2 separate regions of the Zea mays genome follow, and region 1 is linked to region 2. A link is a contact called in public Hi-C data. All regions are on one chromosome and are shown on one strand. The core of a region is the stretch at or near the end of the contact, and the rest is flanking DNA. Distances in the headings are between cores, read along the strand shown.

The links. A called contact is a pair of places that touch in the nucleus more often than the background predicts.
Region 1: a contact with region 2 is called in a Hi-C map of bundle sheath, with 3 times the contacts expected there. The contact joins the promoter of LOC100280500 here to the promoter of LOC100193578 in region 2. A contact is called at or near these places in 2 of 25 Hi-C or Micro-C datasets (bundle sheath and ear).

Annotation. Positions count from the first base shown.
Region 1 is chr3:130,726,344-130,730,311 of Zm-B73-REFERENCE-NAM-5.0, reverse strand. LOC100280500 (CTP synthase) reads right to left here and starts at 2,485. Exons shown (of 23, transcript NM_001153420.2): 1 at 2,203-2,485; 2 at 1,383-1,462; 3 at 1,211-1,297; 4 at 1,082-1,132; 5 at 874-991; 6 at 737-793; 7 at 394-458; 8 at 150-233. The coding sequence starts at 2,377. It also overlaps the pseudogene LOC103652184.
Region 2 is chr3:130,416,844-130,421,376 of Zm-B73-REFERENCE-NAM-5.0, reverse strand. It overlaps LOC100193578, which reads right to left and starts at 2,422. Exons shown (of 2, transcript NM_001358894.1): 1 at 2,341-2,422.

The DNA of each region.
Region 1 (3,968 bases), core at 1,236-3,735, 310 kb before region 2:
AAATAAAAAACAAATTCAACAGAAGACTTGTCAAAAATATTCAATACATGGGAAAGACTTCCAGAAAAATATATGACGACGAATGAAAATAAGACATATTCTAAAGAATCTGCTATTAGTTATTAACTTTTTTTATGTTTTTGCATTACCTGTGCTGACCGGCATGCTAGAAGATCAGGAGTCAGACCCAAGGCTCTCAGTTCTCGTACACTATGTTGTGTTGGTTTAGTTTTCTACAAAAAAGGGAAACAAGAATGTCAGATTCCCAGTACCAGTAACTATGTCATGGTACAAGACTTGAAAAGTGTGTGCAATTAGATTGTTTCCCTCATTTCAGGATAGAGGAAGCAGTAAGCAGAATTCATCATCGTCGCTAAAGGAAGAATTATTTACCTGCTCACCAACTACACCCAATACTGGAACAAGGCTAACGTGTATGAGGCAGAAATTTTCCTTGCCTAGAACAGACATATAAGAGTACGAGTCATATTCATGATAGTCCCTAACAAGAAAGGTGTTTTTACTTCCAAGAAATGTAAAATATGTGAATGCTACATTAGCATGAAAGAAATGGCAGTGCATAGAGTGTACTCTAATCTACGGGTCTAACTGTTCCCAAAGAAATAGATAGAAAAAATAAACCACGAGAAACAATAGAAGTCTCATACGAGTGTAAGTCGTAACACCAAAACATACCGCAGCAACCATAAAATTTAAATGGACAAAGCAGCTATACCAAGAGAAAAGGATAATTGGCGCAAAGCTTCAATGAATGGCATCGACTCAATATCACCTGAAATAAGAGAGAAATCAATTTATCTGCTACACTAGTAATCACGAAGTGTCAGATCGTAAGATGTCATAGAACCCTACCTACAGTGCCTCCCAATTCAATAACACAAACATCAGCTGGACGAGTCTGCCCATCCACAGGAACCGAAGACACTGACTGTATCCACTGTTTTATTTCATCAGTGACATGAGGAATAACCTGGATATTTGAAACCATAGGTGTTTCAGATTTTGCATATGGGCAGTCCGTACAATGCAACTCGAGTAATAAATGCCACAGAAGAATTACCTGTACAGTCTTTCCAAGATAATCACCCCTTCTCTCCTTCTCAATGACAGACTGAAAGAAGCAGAAACTATCGGTTTACAACCTTAAATGAGAAAAGGAAAGCATTTCCTTGAGGCAGAAGATACTCACCTGGTATATCTTTCCAGTGGTAATGTTGTTATCCCTTGTCAGAGTAACATCTATGAAACGCTCATAATTCCCCAAATCCAAGTCAACCTACAGATACCGCATGTTAGGTAGCTACCACCGAGACTGCGAGTTTAAAGAATGTGTATTAAATGCAAGCATTAAGGAGCTATACCTCTCCACCATCATCAAGAACAAACACCTCGCCATGCTCAAAGGGGGACATTGTACCAGCATCTGTGTTCAAGTATGGATCTACAAAAACAAGAGAGCAAAGTACTAAGACCAAAGCCCCTCCAAGAGATTTAATATCCACATGAGCAAACCATTTGTATTGTAAAATCACACAGAAAGAAAATAACACAAGAGATCCTAAAGGTGCCCCATTTTAGACAGAATTCTTTTAAAAAGCTAACCACATAAAGTCATTCAGGAGTTTTAAACCATAGGTACAGACGTACAGTGCACCATGCCAATTAAACGACAATCGAAGGCCACGCCACATCACTAAAAAGGCCCAACACCGACCTTCAGTGGAACGAAAGGTTCACATAAAAAGCTCAACAAAAGACTGACAGACAGCAACAAGCCTTTAAAACCTGACAACGAGCACGGGCTGACGAATTCATGGTGTAGCAACAATTTTCATCTCACTAGAAGCCAAGGTGACAGGTAACTGGAACCCCCAACAAGGTAATCTTTGACTACTAGTCATTGCCCCCAAGTTCCACCAAGAAGCAGTAAAGAATTGCGAATGGCCACGGAGACTCCAAGCAGAACCCAACAAACTGCCACTCTAATTACCTAATCCGGAAAGGATTAAATCCCTAGCAGAACCACGGAAGCGGGTCGCATTCATCACCCCGATCCAGTAAACACTACACACCTATCTCGCAACGACCACCCCCCGCTCGAAACGGCTCTAGGGTTATAAAGGTCACCGGGAGGGGAACGCCTCGCAAAAGCCGCGGAGGAAGTGAGTGAGGAGCGCGTACCGATCTTGATGCAAGTGACGCGGAGCCCGCAGGCCTTGAGGACGACGCCGATGCTGCTGGCGGTGACGCCCTTGCCGAGGCCGCTGACGACGCCGCCGGTGATCAGCACGTACTTGGTCGGCGCCCGGCCCTCCTCTTCCGCCGGCGCCGGCGGCGAGGGCGAAGGCGAAGACATGGCGGCAGGCGGGAGGACGGAGAAGGGGATATGCCGCAGCCCGATTGGGAAGGGGGGAGAAGAGATGCTTCGCTTCTGTTGGGTTGGGAAGAAGGCAAACTGTCAGAGCAAGCGCACACGCTCGCTGGCTCGACCAGTGTCTCCGCTCTCCAGCCAACTGTGCTTGTTTGGTAGCGGCCCAGATTAGGGGTGAAAAGGACGATCGATCCGTAAACTAGGTGAGTGTCCGTGCGTTGCAACGGGGACATATAATATCACGATAACTTATGTATAAATATGTATTATGCTGGAATTTATGTTATACTGTTATGAGAAAATGTTTTATACATTTCAATAGAAACATATAATACCACGAGAACACGAGAACATATAATACTACGATAATTTATGTGCATTGCAACAGAAACATATAATATCACAATAATTTATGTATAAATGTGTATTATATTAAAATGTGTGTTATATTTAGCAGTCTTATCCTTCAAGTCCACCTAGAAAATATCATACATACAACCATTTCAAACATCCAACAATGGGAGCAGCAGGAGGCTTAACCATCCCCTTCCTTAATTCCATAAGTTGTGGTGAGAATTCCAGTGCCACACAACGTGTTCCTTAATTTCATAAGTTGTGGTGAGAACTCCAGTGCCACACAACTTGTTGTACCGTGGAGATTCGACCAGAGGAGTTCAGAACAAAAAAAATCAGCATCCAACATCGTGACCTAACTAATTGCTATGCAACTAATTCAGAGTTTCAGACCAGTTTAGATATTCAGCATGTGTGATAACTGTTGAAACTTGTCCAAACCTTGAAATCAACTATGTCAAAACAAACCATTTGACACCAGCTATATGCTCAAGGTTGGCATTAAATGTTTGAGCAGTATAGCAAGCAGGGGGAAGTGTCATAGTTCTTTTGGGTCATTCTTACGTAGAAGAGTTTGCAAGCTGGGTTGCCTTGACCGCGAGAACAGGCAACCTTGCACTACAAAAGGAAAGTCGGACCTCCTTGGAGTCTTGGAGATCAGAACACCGAACCAACGACGAGCTGCGGCTCGAAGAGATTTTGATGGCTGAATGGGCCGGCATTAGTCATAGCAGATCCGGCAAGGCCCAAACACTATGTCGATAATGCCAACACAAACCAGTGAAAATCACATTGGTCAATGGTGAGCTGGAAATGAATTACATGTGTGTATAACTGAAGTTTGCTTTTATCACTAAACTAAGGATACTTCATAATGGTCCAATCAAATACATAATCTAGTTGGTACCCTACAAGTATACAGAATAAGCCACATCAAAAATAGAGATGCAAGGAACATCAATTATACATTTCTCATGTTTAATCATACCCTCGCAGATAAATAGGTCACAGAAGAGTCTCTTCAAATAGGAGTAATATAGTTTATCTTCAAATCGTATTGATCTACAGTAATGAAAATATGTAGTAAACTCTGATGGATATGATTTACAGAGGACTTGTTTAGAAAATTTGACAAGTTATTTTCAAAGGCATAAAAAATAAATACATGAGCACATAACAAAGAGATTCCAGATCATCTCTTCTGCTTTGCTCTAGAAGGAAA
Region 2 (4,533 bases), core at 1,173-3,672:
GCCATATACAGCCGCGTTATAATTGTGCCTATTCAGGTGGGTTACGCCGAATGTCCTTATATTTGTGGACAAAAATTCAATGGCTGCAGTAAAAATAGACAGCATATTGACTTATTTGTGAAATAGAAAACAATAACAGACTGCTAACACAAAAGGTAAAAAACAAAAGCTTCAGAAAATATGAGGCATGCTTGAGATTTCAGTGAGTTTGCACTAAGGTATATGCTTCAGGGTAGGAAAGGTCTGGAAGATAGCTATGATACACATACATGTTATAATACAAAAAAAAAACTCGACCCCTGGGGGTTTGACATCCCCCAATATCTAACAGCAAGGGATTTTTCTCAAACTGCAGGGTAGAGAAAAGAGCCCAAAACCTGGCTGCCCAGGGCGTGCCTGCAGCACATACGTCTCCGAAGACAGTTACACAGAAGGGGCTTTTTTTCGTGCAACCCATAATTTGAACCTTGGTTGGCGACCTCCACCTAGAGGACCTAGCACTGCGCTATTGACGCGTTTGCATAAGTTATAATACAAATAAATTCAATTATCTACAGGTAAGACCGTAGAATCTCATGTAAAGTGCCTAGGGTCTGGACAACGACAAAGCGCTAGCGAACTTTACCAAAGTGTTTACAGGCTAGCATCAGCAGCCATTTTTAACATTAATTCATTAATAACAACGCAAAAGAATACAATGTCATAGTTCATAGTTCAGTATAACAAATGGAAGTGCATATGCATATATAGTGTAGCAAAAGCAATGCAACAATCTGATCCTAAGAGTACAATGAAGAGGCAATCTAAAGAGGCACCCTACCACAGCACCTGATGTGATGTACTCATGTGCACCAATACTTACTCATAAATATCATGTATCCTAGAAGCTACATGGAAATGGAAAGCAACAGCAAGCTGATAAGACCTAAGAACATGTGATTAAGTGAAAGAACCTCCACACATCAGAGTAAGTCCCAGGTCTAGGAATAGGATACAGGTTAAATTACATCCACACACTAGAAATTGTCAAAGACTATTAAGACACGATGATCCACATTGCAAAACTTTAAACATAGAGTTGAAGATGGACAATCAATTTGAACGTATGCTAACTAGACCCGAAAATCCAATATGTATCAGCTCCTATCAGTCAATGTCACAAGAACCTAGGCTTGAGAGTACGCATCATTTGGAGGTAGTATTAAATGCAGCCTGATTCCCAACCTAACCTATGAAGGTAATACAACATAAGCATGCCATGAAAATCATGTCTAGTAGTTAATTTTCTATGCAAAGCAGAGAGCCAGAGAACCCTCAGTTCATTCAGGTTATAGATGAACATAGAAATACTGAGAAGTGAAGAACACAAAACAACAGTCAATGTACATTCTCCCTATTGCTACATTCAGAATATGTGATGTGTGCATGTACATTATGAAACGAAGACCTAGTACCTGAGAAGCTACGCATGACAAAGGCTAATGCTAAGCAAGAAGATTACACTCACTTGACAAACTTGTGATAGGTTAGATGCACCCTGGTCTCCAGCTTAAGGAGCAGAAATGCATCTAAATCAAAAATACGAATAATGCAAACCCTCGTGAACATAAAAACATGGTAGACCACAAAATGTCACAAAGATGTAGGTTATGCATCTGCGCCATCTAAAGGCAGAAGCAAATGCAGCCAGATCCCCATATCTAGTTTATTAACATCAGTAAAAACTGCAATCCCAGCAAAGTTGATTCAAAATACCCCATTTGCTTGCATACTAGTCCATCCCTGATGAATTCAGATCCTTGAGCAGACCGCAGAAACTGAATAAAGAACATTATTACACACCAAAAGAAATGGCTTTATATGTACACCAGACAGTATTTTCCATGCAACAAGCACCACTTCTTTTTCACCACCAGCATCCCTCTCGCATCGCAGACCAACAGCCACCGGTGCATAAGAATAATACACCAGAACTGTTCGCTGCGGATTCGATCGGTGCACCGCCCCTCAACACTCCACGGCAGACGACCCTTGGCCCATTGCGTCCCTTCATCCCACCCAAGGACCAGAAGCAGAGGCGGCCGCCGTATCCACACCACGCCAAACTATCGACACGACGACCTAATCCCCTCGCCTTAATCGTCCTCGACACCCACACCGAAACGGATCCGACGCGCGAACCCAGCGCCCCGTCGCCGTGGGGGGACCAGATCCGGACGGCAAAGGAAACCGAAAGAGCTAAGCTTATCTTCAAAACGCGAGCAGGCGCGTAGCCGAGTAGGAGAAGGAGCCGGGAAAGGAGGTAAGATCCGGGGCACGGTGGAGAGGAGGGGAGCTCACCACGCCGGAGATGGAGAGGGACCTGAGCCGCCGCCGAGAGGAGGGAACCGGAGACTCGGAGAGCCTAATTCGATCCGCGTGTGGTGGCGTTTTCCCTTTCCGAAGAGGTCAAGCCAGTTGACGGTGGCAAATACTCATCGTCTCATCTTATAATTTTGGAACAATTGGATCTATACCATTAAAAGATCCAAACTTTAGATATATACCATGGACCCCACATGTCATTGACTCATGTGGACTCACATGTAAGTGAGATAGTAATGGTATGGATACAAAGTGGTGATCTTTTAATGGTATGGATCCAAATTTCCCTATAATTTTAACTGACTCATCTTATTAAAAAAATCATAATTATTATTAATTTGTACCGTGATATTATTTATTATATAATATAGTTTAAGTATAATTTTAAATTTTTCACTTTTTCTAAAAATTCTGAATAAGGTGAATCATCAAAGTTATCGTAAATAAATCAAACGAATTATAAATTAGAACAGCCGTATTACAGATTTACCGAAAAAACAAATAATTTTGCTATTTTTAGGGCTAGTCAAACTATCTCTTATTGACGTGGCACGTTAGTTTAACACGACATCATACAAATAATTTAACACGCCATCATACAACTTAAAACATGTCGGTCGCCTCACGCAAATGCGGTAACTGATTCACCACTTTGTTCGTTGCTTGCAAGTAGGGGCACGTATGGAAGCATCCAGTTTTTAAGAAAATGATTTATAAAAACTAAGGTGTTTTTAAATATGTCAGTTTATGCTCCCGTTTCTAGAAACTGGATTCCCAGTTTCTAAGAAACCAAGAAACTAGCCTTTTCTAGCTAAAATCAGTTTTTGCCTAGTAAATTACACATTAATATTAGTTGGTTTGGTGAAAATTATGGTGATTGCCATCGCTTCTAGATCTATGCTCAGTAAAGATAGGTTTGCCTTTGTGTATCGAAAAATTTAGAAATTGATTTCAAGAAACTAGCCTCAAATGCGTGCATCCAGTTTTTTTCCCTATAAACCAATATCTAGAAATTAAAGATAGAAACCCAAAAAATGGCGTGTTTCCAAACATGCTCTAGGCTACAATGTTTCTTATCTTGCATTTTATCCGTTTAAAGGAAGAGCAAACAGAATGAGAGATACGAGATATCTTTAACTGTGTACTTAGATTAAGATTACTTTCATTTTATATCCATATGCTTTCGATCTCGACTTAGAACTAGCTAGGATTCTGTTTGGCAGAGCTTCTGTTGATTGTAAAAGTAGTTTATCTGAGAAAACTGGTGAAAGACAGATTCTGCTTATTGATTGTTTTTAGCTTATTTTGAGAAGTAGTTTAAACTGATAAATTGTTGCAGAAGCCTACTGTTCGGTCATCTTCTTCTTAAATCTGCGAGAAAGCTGTGAAATAAGTTGTGCCACATAGGACCTAGGTTTTGTGTTGAAGCTTAAGTTGTCCTATTATGTATATACACGAGTTTGGGTTGTGTTAGGTTGTTAGTCTCTATGTGTGCGTTTGTGTGATCCGATGTTGAGGCTAGAGCACTAGTGTCGACTGCCTCCAAGGCTTACCCATATCGCTATGTAAAATATTATTTTGCACTATAGACTGCACTGTTCGTAAAGCAGAGTTTCAATATAAGAATAATGATGAGTAAACTGGTAGAGGTAGCCTTAGTGTTACAGTACTAGTGTTTGATCTCAACTTGGAAGTTGTTTGTTTCTCTGGCACAAACTAATTATGAATAAGTAATAAATTTAATCATATTTAAAATATAAAAAATAAATAAATTATGCTTGTTGACTTTGTTCTTGTTATTATACTTCTTACGAGTATATATAAGATTATAAACTATGTTTCGTCGGCTTTGAACCACCATACACATGCAATATATTGATTCTTGATGCAAAATTGGTTCGAGCAATTCACCGAGCACCTATTTCACATTGAATAGCAAAAAAACCCTAGAGAGAATTTTACTAACGATGAAAGAACTACCTCGAACCGGCAGAAGTTGGGGAAGTTGTGCGGGCCGAGGGAATGAAACGAGGATGGGGTGCTGAGGCAAGGAGGCGAGGCGTGGGGTGGTGTGCACGGACACGACGACGACGCGACAAGCGCTTGGGCGACAGCACGACGAGGCACAGGGCGAAAGCATGCGGACACGGGGGCGACACTCCGACGGGT